Linked DNA regions of Mus musculus: regions 1, 2 and 4 are each linked to region 3. The links are chromatin contacts, called in public capture Hi-C and promoter capture Hi-C maps. All regions are on one chromosome and are shown on one strand. The core of a region is the stretch at or near the end of the contact, and the rest is flanking DNA. Distances in the headings are between cores, read along the strand shown. Region 1 holds the start of Fdps (farnesyl diphosphate synthetase). Region 2 holds the start of Sema4a (sema domain, immunoglobulin domain (Ig), transmembrane domain (TM) and short cytoplasmic domain, (semaphorin) 4A). Region 3 holds the start of Rit1 (Ras-like without CAAX 1). Region 4 holds the start of Paqr6 (progestin and adipoQ receptor family member VI).

What was found. Promoter capture Hi-C pulls out the DNA fragments that hold promoters and counts their contacts. Capture Hi-C pulls out chosen DNA fragments and counts their contacts.
Region 1: a contact with region 3 is called in a promoter capture Hi-C map of second pharyngeal arch cranial neural crest. The contact joins the promoter of Fdps here to the promoter of Rit1 in region 3. A contact is called at or near these places in 4 of 39 promoter capture datasets (cranial neural crest, maxillary cranial neural crest, neural stem cells and 1 more) and 1 of 115 datasets of contacts at active chromatin or transcription factors (craniofacial prominence).
Region 2: a contact with region 3 is called in a promoter capture Hi-C map of adipose tissue. The contact joins the promoter of Sema4a here to the promoter of Rit1 in region 3. A contact is called at or near these places in 1 of 39 promoter capture datasets (liver), 1 of 115 datasets of contacts at active chromatin or transcription factors (memory CD8 T cells) and 2 of 9 other capture datasets (adipose tissue and liver).
Region 4: a contact with region 3 is called in a capture Hi-C map of macrophages, with 2.1 times the contacts expected there. The contact joins the promoter of Paqr6 here to the promoter of Rit1 in region 3. A contact is called at or near these places in 17 of 39 promoter capture datasets (the C10 cell line, the HPC-7 cell line, HPC-7-derived erythroid cells and 10 more), 16 of 484 Hi-C or Micro-C datasets (cortical neurons, embryonic stem cells and nephron progenitors), 4 of 115 datasets of contacts at active chromatin or transcription factors (embryonic stem cells and stem cell-derived neural progenitor cells) and 4 of 9 other capture datasets (adipose tissue, embryonic stem cells, liver and 1 more).

What each region holds. Positions count from the first base shown.
Region 1 is chr3:89,100,525-89,103,253 of GRCm38.p6, forward strand. Fdps (farnesyl diphosphate synthetase) reads right to left here and starts at 1,443. Exons shown (of 10, transcript NM_134469.4): 1 at 1,338-1,443; 2 at 145-307. The coding sequence starts at 285.
Region 2 is chr3:88,454,311-88,457,010 of GRCm38.p6, forward strand. Sema4a (sema domain, immunoglobulin domain (Ig), transmembrane domain (TM) and short cytoplasmic domain, (semaphorin) 4A) reads right to left here and starts at 1,451. Exons shown (of 15, transcript NM_013658.3): 1 at 1,238-1,451; 2 at 369-536. The coding sequence starts at 507.
Region 3 is chr3:88,715,463-88,718,162 of GRCm38.p6, forward strand. Rit1 (Ras-like without CAAX 1) reads left to right here and starts at 1,392. Exons shown (of 6, transcript NM_009069.4): 1 at 1,392-1,495; 2 at 1,864-2,008; 3 at 2,140-2,196. The coding sequence starts at 1,903.
Region 4 is chr3:88,362,975-88,365,870 of GRCm38.p6, forward strand. It overlaps Paqr6 (progestin and adipoQ receptor family member VI), which reads left to right and starts at 1,615. Exons shown (of 8, transcript NM_198410.3): 1 at 1,615-1,649; 2 at 2,054-2,129; 3 at 2,701-2,828. The coding sequence starts at 2,079.

The DNA of each region.
Region 1 (2,729 bases), core at 193-2,692, 390 kb after region 3:
AGTCATGGAGCCAAACATCCCCGAGGAGGGCTGAAGTGCAGCAGAGACCCATCTACTCCAGAGACCCAGGTAGTCACTTCGCTCTTATCGAAACCCCTCATGAATCCACACCTCTACCAGCTTCTTCAGTCCTGAATGCCTCACCTCCTTGAGCCGGGCAATAGCATCCCCTATCTCTGGGTGTCCCAGCTCCTTCTCAGTCAGCACCTTGACGATCTGGGAGAAGTGCTGGATGAAATTCTGCTTTTCTTGGTTATAAGCATCCAATTTCTGGTTCCCATTCATTCTGACAGAGGAGCTAAATGCTCTGAGGGAAAAAAAAACACACACACAAACAAATGAGAGGGTGGCTCGGGTGCTTCCCTCCCCGAAGCCCCACACCCCAACCACACTCACCGAGGCTCCTCTGTCCACACTTGGCACCACCAGCGGGCACTGTGCCAGGCCCCCAGGACTGGACACCCATATGCCAGGGAGGGTCGTTGTAGGAAACCAAGCCACCTCTCCCGGGGTGCCCAGCAGGGGGCTGGCAGCAGGAAGACCCCCAGAGATCTCAGCCAGCAGGACAGGGGCATCCTGGGTGTGCATGGGGGTGGGGGCACCAAGCACTCCCTGCAGGAGCAAGCACCGAAGGCAGATGCTTGGTAGCAGTTACCTAAGGTATCCCCCAAGCCAAGCTTGTTACCTCCTGCATTAGAACGCCCCACCCCGCTTCTAAACTCAAGAATTACATAAAAAACACACAGGAAATGAAAAGTTTGTCGGAGTGACTGAGATCCAATAGATCTTCACTTAAACCGAAAATGGCTAAAACTGAACACTTTCTACTTCCAAGGTTGCGTTCACTACAATTCGGAACATTGTATTACGGGAATTACGGGATGCAAGGTCCTTAAGTCACAATGTTAATGGAGACACCGAACTGAGGTTCAGTGAATGTAAGAGAGCTGAGCTGACGAAGAGCCAAAGCTGGAACCCAGGAGTCCGGATGTAGGGGAAAGAGAGGGAAGCTCTTAGATAGTCCCAATGAGGGGACTGGAGCCGAAGGTGCTGTGCGCTTGTCATCTGTCCCGGCACTGGTGCTAACCGCAGCCGGCCTCCGAGCAACAGGTGGGCGTGGGAGGACTCACAAGAGTAAACTAAAGGCCTGGCGTACGGAAGACTTGAGGAAGACGCCAGCGTTTAGAAATTCACGAAGGCACAAGCAAACCGTTCATTCTGGCCCACCGACCCCAAGCCCCGTAACTCCAACACGGACTGGTCCTTTAGTGCCTCGGAGCTTCACCCGATCCGAGACACGGGTAAACCTCAGCTCCAGCCCCAACAATAGCTCTCACCTGTTCTTCAACGCGGATTCTCCCGGGGTCCAAGATGTTTGCGGCTTACACCTAAAAGCTGAGCGTGCATCCGCTCAGCACTCTGGGAGTTGTAGTTCCCAGTCTCCAGGCTCAGGAGGCAGAACATAAATATAAAACTACGACTCCCGGCATGCCACGGACTAGGCGGCAAGAAACTCAGACTTGTGTCTCAGGGTGGGTGTGGCCTAGTTCGCTGATTGGCTAAATTACCTCGTGTGAGCATGGGCCTTGTGACGGCTGGCCAATGAAAGGGTGGCGCGCGGACCATCAGCCCACTAGGCGGTCGGCGGTGTCGGTACACCCATACCGAAAGCCTGGGAAATTGGCTATCTAATTCCTAGCTATAGTTCTTCCAGTGCTTCTGGTTGACAGTGTTTCTAAGATCCCGGAATAACCAGCCTTGCAGCTTCCTATTTCCAACTCTAGCAAATCACTTCTTACATCTTTGATTCTAGTTAGGTGAAGTCGCTCATTTTTCCAGCCCTTAGAAGGGGTGAGGCAATAAGATCAAGAGTTAAAGCCATGGGGTGGGGCTGGAGGGAAAAAAAAAAAAAAGAGTTAAAACCAATATGGGTCGTGTAATGAGTTTTAGGCTACTTGGAAGACTATATGACTATATGAGAGAAAACAACACCTTTCCCCCAGGTACTTTGGCGCCCTTGAAGCAAAAAGGTAAAAACTCAAAGCAGATGTTAGAACTTTCGGCCTCACAGTTTGCCAGCCCACCACGTTGACTCCTTTTTACTCCACCCCAAACCCCATCGCGATCAGAAAAGAGACCTGAAACTACAAACCACCTCAGACATTAATGGACTTGTCCTTGAAGTATTAGAAATAAGTTTCATTGTCCCAAAGAAAGAGACCACTACCACTCCGGACTAAAAGGTTGAAGGGTCTAGACAAGATAAACTTTACACATTGGTTTATTCTGCAAGGTTTCTCCATGTAGCCCTGGCTGTCCTGGAACTCTCACTGTAGACCTGGCTAAACTTCAACTCACAGAGTGAGAAAATAGTAGATTGAACATGGCTCGCAGAGGGGACTAGACCATGCATAAGAGAAGGTAGGGAGCTTAAGGGAGGGCCAAAACAGCATAGCCGAGGTTATAAGAATGTGAAGTGAGGGAAGAGAAGCTCCTGAGATAGAGACGTTTAGGATAATGGGGGAGCTGAGAAGAGCCAGGAACATGTGATATACTGTGAGAGCCTGGATATACTGGGGGAGCCTGGAGGCCGGCATAATTTTTGTCCCTTCTGCTGCCCATGTAAGGGTAACCCCTTTGGTAAAGGGGAACCGGTTTCACAAGTTCCTAACGAATGCTAGTTTTGGTCAGAATTTGAGGAAATGGAGTTTTCTTTAGAGCTCCTTTGG
Region 2 (2,700 bases), core at 201-2,700, 260 kb before region 3:
GGATCTGGCCCGGTGTGACCTCTGCAGTTGGCTTGGGCCCTCCAGCTCCTCAGACAATCTAGAGCGAGCTTTAGCTTTCCAGCTCCTGGTACTGAAAAAGCAGTCAGGAGTTTAAGGCTCCTTGCTTAGTGACTGACATTTGAGGGAAAGAAAAACCACTGAGTTGGCAGAAAAGGGTCACAGTGACCCTTCCTTCCCTTACAGATCAACTTGTGCCTCAGGTGGCCTCTTCTTCTCCCAGCCCCTCCCAGGCTCCCTGGCATCTCTGTTTCTTCGTGCCATTTCGTCCCCTCTGGCACACCCTTCTCCTTCCTCAGCCCCTTCATCTCTATGGTGCCATCCATACCTCCCAGGTACTAGACACTTACCAGCATGGTATTTGACTCTGGGCATGGGCCCCTGACCACCAGTCCCAGAAGCAGGTGGCAGTGATGGCAGCAGGAAGAGTTGGAAGAAAAAAACACGCAGGAGACTCCATGAGTCCTGGCCCAGGGATGGTAGGGCCATGGTCAGCCTGAGATGGTCACCAGATGGTTCTGAGGAAACAGGCACTTTCTGGGTTAGCCATGCTTACCACACCCTTCCTGAGGGCCAATAGGAGAGCCCCAGGGGGCAGAAGTTCCTCTCTGGAAGGGCCCTCAGAGTCTCACTTCCATCCATCCCCAGCCTTGAAGGTGCCTCCTGCTGCCCTCTGCATAGGGTGCTGCTGTGGCCCACGCTGTGCCTCTGGTCACCTAACCATTAAAAAAACTACCTTGCCATTTCTCACCTGACTCACAGAAAAATTCCTTTCCACTTTGCCCCCTCAGCATCTCCTGGCCCCGTGCTCCAGAGCTCTGATCATCTCTGGCCCTGGGCAAAGGTCTTCTAGGGAACTAGTTCCTGTATGCAAAAGGTAGATTTCCCCAGGCTGGCCTGTGCTGTGACACCTTATGCCCGCTACTCACCCCAACCCAGGCAGACAGCCTACCCTCTCCTCAGCCCCCAGGGGCTCTGACTCTTGCTTAATCGGGCCCATCTAGCCTTCTTCTTAGGGATAGGGGCGTGCCAGTTTATCTACCACTGTGGTGGGGCTGCCCTCTGTATTTCCTGGGAGTGGCCTGGGCAGGAGTCCTTGGCAGACTCTCAACTTCTCCAGCCCCCCTGTCTGCCTCCCCAGAGCTCCGCAATCAGCCTCCCCCATGGCCACTGAATGCAGGTTCACACCCCTCCCCCGCCCCCGCCTCATCTCACATACCCTTGAGCCAGCCACACTGAGAAGTCCTGTGTTCAAACCCTGAATCAGGGTGCCATCCGAGGCAAAGAAGGGGGTCCAGGCAAGGCAAGCAGGCTCAGCCTGGCTGGAACGGGCGCGCGGCCCTCCAGGCACCCATCCTGCCAGAGCCAGTGTGGGTTTCAGGCCAGGGAAACCAGAATTTCTACCTCGAGTTGTGACAGATCCTGGCTGGCTTGGGCGGAAGTTGGTGGATCAGGGCGGGGAGACTGGTGGAGTGTGGGAGTGGGGGTGAGGCTTGAAGGCCTTGCAGGAGACACACCTCCCTCCCTCCTTAGTCTATCCAGAAATTAAGAGTTCCTTCCCGGCCAGTTCAGTGATGCCCTTGTTTCTCCCGCACACCACTTCCAGTCTAACCAGCCCAAGCTGCAGACTCCTCTTGCTCAAGAGAGCTCGGTATGACACCGTCTCTCTCCTATTCCTTCTCTCTCTGACCCCATTGTGGGGTTCCCCCACTGCCACATACTGAGACCTCCCGACCTCCCACACCCAGTAGGACCACATTCTTGAAAGATAACACGTTTAAAGCTGGCATGGTGGCGAGGCATACCTTTAATCCCAGTACTCGGGAGGCAGAGGCAGGCAGATCTCTGAGTTCGAGGCCAGCCTGATCTACAGAGTGTGCTCCAGGTCATCCAGGGCTATACAGAGAAACCCCGTATCAAAAAAATAAAAAATAAATAAAAATCCTACATTTGTATTAGTTTTTTGGTTTTTCCCTATGACTTTGCTGAGGAAGCCCTAGTAATTTGACGTCTCAGTGGGAAATTGGAGAAATTCCCCATTTGAACGCGTGCTTCTTGGGATACGCTTTGGAGCTGAAGCACCCAGCTGGCATGGTGGCTGGTTCCTCCTCCCCAAAGGTTCCAGGAAGACCTCATAACGCAGGGTTAATGAGTAACCAAGGGCTCCTAGGCCAATAAAGAGTGGTTGGGCTGCTGCCCACTCTCCCGGGTCAGCTGACTTCAGGTTAAAGAGCACAGTGACCCAAGCTGGTCTACCTCCAGGACATACCCTATCTTCACTGTAAACACCATCCTCACTGCCAGGATGGTCCCCACTGTAGGCTGTCCTCCACCCTTCCAGTTACAGCTCCTAGACGGAAAGCATTCCTCGGTAGAGCCTGCTTGGCCTTCCCTTCATGCTTTCCCCTCTGCTTCCGTTCTCCAGTGTGGCCCAGGAGCTGGGCTCACACAGACCCTCCTGATGGCTTCATCTGTCAAAGCTTGCTAAGACCCGCCCCCCCCCAAGCTCTCCGTTCACTGTGAGGACTTTGCCAATCTCCCTGTGCTGACACAAACTTCTGAGTCTCCTTGACCTCTAGATCAGGCTTGGGAAGCCACCACCTCAGGGCCTCTCTTTGGAGACAGATTGGCCTATCTGGGTCACAGGGAGGAGCTGTGACCAGAGGAGCAGCTCCAATGCCA
Region 3 (2,700 bases), core at 142-2,641:
ACAGATACACACCTGCCTCTGGAGTGCTGGAATTAAAGGCATAAGCTATCTGCTTTTTAAAAAGGTGTATTTATTCATATGTATGTTTTTGCTTATGTGTATATATGTGCACCATTTGTATTCCTGATGCCTGCAAATGGTCAGAAGAGGGTTGTGGATCCCCTGAAACTGGATGGTTGTGGGCCACTGTGTGGGTGCTAGCGACTGAATCCAGAAGCAAGAAGTGTTTTTTGTTTTTTTTTAAAGATTTATTTTGTTAATATATGTAAGTACACTGTAGCTGTCCTCAGACACTCCAGAAGAGGGAATCAGATCCTGTTGCGGATGGTTGTGAGCCACCATGTGGTTGCTGGGATTTGAACTCTGGACCTTCGGAAGAGCAGTCGGGTGCTCTTACCCACTGAGCCATCTCACCAGCCCCCGCAAGGAGTGTTTTTAACTACTGATAATCTCTCCTGAGCTCTGCTTTTAAGACAGGGTTTCATGTAACCCAATGTCGAATTTAGCTGGTATCCAAGGTGGCCCTTGTACTGCTTGGCACAGACACCTTCCAAATGCTTGGTTTATATGGATGTGCTTGCATCCTATCTGACTTGTATTTGTCTTAATAATTTTAAAATTTAAAATTCTAACTAGAGGGCTGGTGAGATGGCTCAGTGGTTAAGAGCGCCACCTGCTCTTCCGAAGGTCCCGAGTTCAAATCCCAGCAACCACATGGTGGCTCACAACCATCCGTAACGAAATCTGATGCCCTCTTCTGGAGTATCTGAGGACAGCTACAGTGTACTTATATATAATAAATAAATAAATCTTTAAAAAAAAAATTCTAACTAGAATAACTGGATACCGCGATCATCTGGTTTTGGTTTCAAGAGCTTTTGATGTAACAGCGTTTTTGGAAAATGAAGCGCTGCTTTGTAGCAAGTACCATACCTACCCTAATGTAATTCTGTATTTTGGAAAGATTGAGGGGGTGTGGGTTTGTTGTGCTGTACATCTGGTGACAGATATTTTCCCTCTACCAGCAGCAAATAGCCCTAAGTTAATCACTTTAAAAGTATCTGTTCGTGGCTGGAGAGATGGCTTAGGTGTTAAGAGCACTGCTCTTCCAAAGGTCCTGAGTTCAAATTCCAGCAACCACATGGTAGCTCACAACCATCTTAACAAGATCTGACATCCACTTCTGGAGTGTCTGAAGACAGCTACAGTGTACTTACATATAATAAATTAATAAATCTTTAAAAGTATCTGTTCGATTAATATAACATCCATTTTTGTAAGTGCAAGCCTTGAGATTCGTATGTGACCAGAGGGCTTAGCGAGTTAGAGTTAGGCGCGGGGCGGAGCAGAGTATCTGTCAGCTGTGGGGGCGGGGCTCAGGGTCATGCCCCGCCCACCGGCGCCATCTTCCAGGACCCGGGCGGGGCCCTGGGCTGTGGGGCGCAGCTGGGAAAGGAACGCGGGTTACCACCCGGCCTCAAAGCTGGTTTCAGAGGTACAGGCTCAGGTGAACAGGGCGGGGGGGTGACGGTGGCGGGAAAGGTGGTGAAGTGGGGGAGCCACGGCCACCGTGAAAGAACGTGACAGTGTCAGGCAGCGCTCTGCACTCATCCGGCTCCTTCCTACTGGCACGCTGCCTCAATCTGAAGTTTTAAGTTCTTTTTAGTTTTCTGGAAAAAGTAAGTTTGGACATCTATGATCTGTTTTAGGACTGAGACTGATTGTGAAGGGCGAGGATGTAGGGCTTCTTAGCGTTCTGCAATGAGCAGAGTAGGCCATGGTGTTTGGGGACGGAAGAAGGAGGCTCTCACTGTGGCCCACTGTTTCCATCCTGGATTGAATGTTCTGTGCCTTCTCCTCTAGGAGGCCTTTCCCAGGGGCCCAGGACTGCCCCGGAGGACAATGGAGTCCGGAGCTCGCCCCATTGGTAGCAGCTGTAGCAGCCCTGCAGCACTCTCCCGGGAATACAAACTAGTGATGCTGGGTGCCGGTGGAGTTGGGAAGAGTGGTAGGTAACCATTTCTGTTTGCCACACAACGTTTGAAAAGCAACCCAGATGGGTTACTGGCTCTTGTGCAAAATTGATAGCTAAAATACTTCCTGGTCACAGTGTCCTGAGTTGCATCTCTTGTTTTGAAGCCATGACAATGCAGTTCATCAGCCACCGATTCCCAGAAGACCATGACCCCACCATTGGTAAGTCAGCTCCTTGTTTATATTTCCAGATACAGCCTGGGAAAGTATCTCAATAGAGTTAGAGCTTAAAAAGTAATATTTATATCCTAAGCTTGTTTGTGTATGTAATTCATACTTACTTAGAGACCAGAATAAACATTTGAGTATTTATTTTAGACTTCATATGCACATTTATGCTATCTTTAGTCTTCAGATTACATTGGTAGACAAACTGTCTTTTTTATTTAAGGACATATAATGTATTGTTAGATTAAAGGAAAAGTTTAACGACCACTCAATGAAACCTTTTCTTGCTGTCACTGTTCAGGGTCTGACATGAGACTAACCCTGAAGGATGAGTCAGCTGGTTTGAACTTCCACAAAAGGAAGCAGAAAAACAAGTAGAGCCAGCCTGCTGAACTCTTAGAACCAATCTTCCACTTAGAGCTCTTCCTTTATTTCCTTATCCTTGCAGCTCATTATATAGTACTGTCTTCTCCTGTGTCTTTGTCATCTTTGGCTGTC
Region 4 (2,896 bases), core at 365-2,864, 350 kb before region 3:
AAACTAAGAGGTCTGCCTGTATCTGCCTCTTGAGTGTTGAGATAAAGGCATGTGCCCCTATGCTCTGCCAGTGATATTTTTTTGAATAGTTGTTACCCAGGGTCTTGCCTACCTCCAAGAATCATGCTTTTGTTGATAAGAGTACAGGGGACTTAATGGTTAGACCTAGACTTAGTGATGCTTGTGACCCTACATTGCCCCCTCTGAGGTGCCTGTGAGGTTTGCCTTTGGTTGACTGTAAGTCACTGTATCCTTTGTCATGAGAGTCCGAGCCTTATCCATGTTGAGTAACATTTACACCCTCACCTCCACTCACACAGTCCTGGCTGGAACACTCCGTACCTTTGGGGTGTTTTGGAAGCAGTGCTTGAGTTCCACATCAGTACCACGGAACTGTATCTCCAGCACATGCAGTTGAGTTCTAGGAAACTCAAGGAGGCTTCCAAACTGCTACATAGCCAAGCCAGCCTTAGACTTCAGTGGTTCCTTCCATCTCTCCAAGGTTGAGATCACAGGAAGCACCATACCTGTTTTGCAGAAGTGTTTGATGAATCTACTGTCTGGGGCTGGCTTGGTGTTCCCATCTGGGTCATGTCCTCCAGAAGGGATAAAGGGTGAGGCTTGAAATCAAGGTTCTTTATTCCTACCATCCTGGGGTGGCAACTCAGACGGTGGCAAGGTAAATTAGATTGGTGCATCCTTCCTTCTCAGGTGGGCCAACATTCACCAAGGGCAAAATAGGCATTGCTTTTGAGATGCAGCTGCAGTTGGTTTTGGAGTTCCTGCTAGCAACCTCAGATCGTGGGAGACTCAGGCCAGGTGTCCTGGTCAAAGAAGATTAGATCCCAGCTTGGGCCCCTAGCCTGATCTAGACAGCACAGTGAAGCGGGTCCAGACACACCCTGAAGGGCTGGCTGTGTGCAGGAGGCCAAGTGAGCTGCCTGCTAATGGGGCTGGGCCACCCCGTGCTGCCCCATGACAGGCAGACAAGGCTAAGATTGTTCTCCTGTCTCTCCATTCTGCCAGGCCTGGCCCACATCCTCAGTCACTTTTTTCCCCTGTCAATCTGAGTGGCAGGAACCAGATTCTGCCTGTGGAGTCCAGTCAGCCTGGCTGGGAGCGTGGTCAATCTCTGGGGTAATAATGCAGCTCACATCTGGGGAAATGGAAGTGAAGCACCTTCCCAGCCTCGCACTCCTCACTGCAGCAGAGCTCTCCAGACCCTACTGCTGAGGGCAGAGGGACCTCTCCCCGGTTCAGCTCAGCCTTTCCCGGGGCAGCTGGGCAACACTCAGCACAGGCATCTCTCCTACACCTCCTCTTCACTTGGGATGAAGGGTCTGGGGACCAGGTTTGTGTTGTTAAGCTGGGCAAGATCCTCAGAACCCATCTCAGAGGACAAACTGGTTGTGAAGCCCCCTAGATCCTAGAAAGACTCCAGAATGGGCGGAGCTAGAGGCAAGAAGAGAGGGTGGAGTTGCTGGGAAGTTTTAGTCTGAGATGGGAGAAAGGGTCCTATCGGTCCAGGTCAGTGGCCCCGCCCACTTCATTCGCTCCGCCCCTCCGCCGGTGCCAAGGAATGTGCTGGGAGAGGCGGCTGAGAGGCGGGCGGGCAGGCGGAGCCGAGGCCACCCGGACGCGGCAAACAGGTCTGGGCTGAGGGGCACGGGACCCAGGAGGGGCAGGGGCTCTGAGTATTCCCAAGGGCACAAGTGGTATCCTCTAGAAAAGGAGGACACCCCCTAATTCCTTGCCCTTCTTTAGCAATTTCCTCGAGGGCACCAATTTTGGGTGTGGAGGTCTTAGTCCTCTATGTGGGGCCTCCTGGATTGAGGATTCTGGCCGAGGCGCAAATGGAGTTACTAACAGGAGGCAGCCTCGCTGCTGGGGAGCCCTTCACTGCAGACCCGCAGAGACTGAGGACCTCTGAAGCAGGACTGGATGCCCCAGGCTAGGACCAGGAGGGGAAAGGGGCCACCTGAGTGGCTGACTCTAGTCTGAATCTGGTCATAGGAAACCGGATGGGTGCCAATCCCTGACCTTCTGTCTCCAGGTCAACGTGGAGGTATCCGGCCACCATGCTCAGTCTCAAGATGCCTCAACTCCTTCGAGTCCATCAGGTCCCCCGGGTGAGGGGCCCCAATCCATCAACCTCGCCTTCCTCAGAGAACTCATTGGGGCAGAGCTTTTTCTCATATTAGCTATTTGGGAAGTTCTTCCTGCAAGCTAACTTTCTTACGTTTCAATTTCAGTATAGAACGTGTGACCTCTACTCACATTCCTAAACGTCCCTCCTCTCAGAATCCCCATCTGCAGAACACCCTGTGTGTGTGTATTCCCCCATCCTATTTAATCCCAATATTCTGGTTCTGTTGTTTGCCCTGTGGGTTTGGAAGGCTGGTAAGAAATAGGTTGGGTTGTGTTTGACTTGGGACCACTGCAATCTCTAGTGCATCTTCTATCGTGTTTCCAGACACCTCTTATTTTGTTTTTTGTTTCTCGAGACAGGGTTTCTCTGTGTAGTCTTGGCTGTCCTGGAACTCTGTAGACCAGGTTGGCCTCGAACTCACAGAGACCCACCTGCCTCTGTCTCCCAAGTGCTGGGATTAAAGGCATGAGCCACTATGCCCGGCTACCTGACACTTCATGGAGGGGAAAGGCCTGCTAATGATGACTGCTCTGCTCCCCCACCACCCCCAGGTGTTTTGGGAAGAAGGCATCATGTCTGGCTACCGATGCCCCACAAGCTCTGCCTTAGACTGTGTTCTCAGCTCCTTCCAGATGACTAATGAGACGGTCAACATCTGGACTCACTTCCTGCCCACCTGGTGAGCGAATTAGGTTCAGACGGGTGCCAGGTGGGCAGGGGCACTACGGCCCCAGCGCCTGAGCAGGT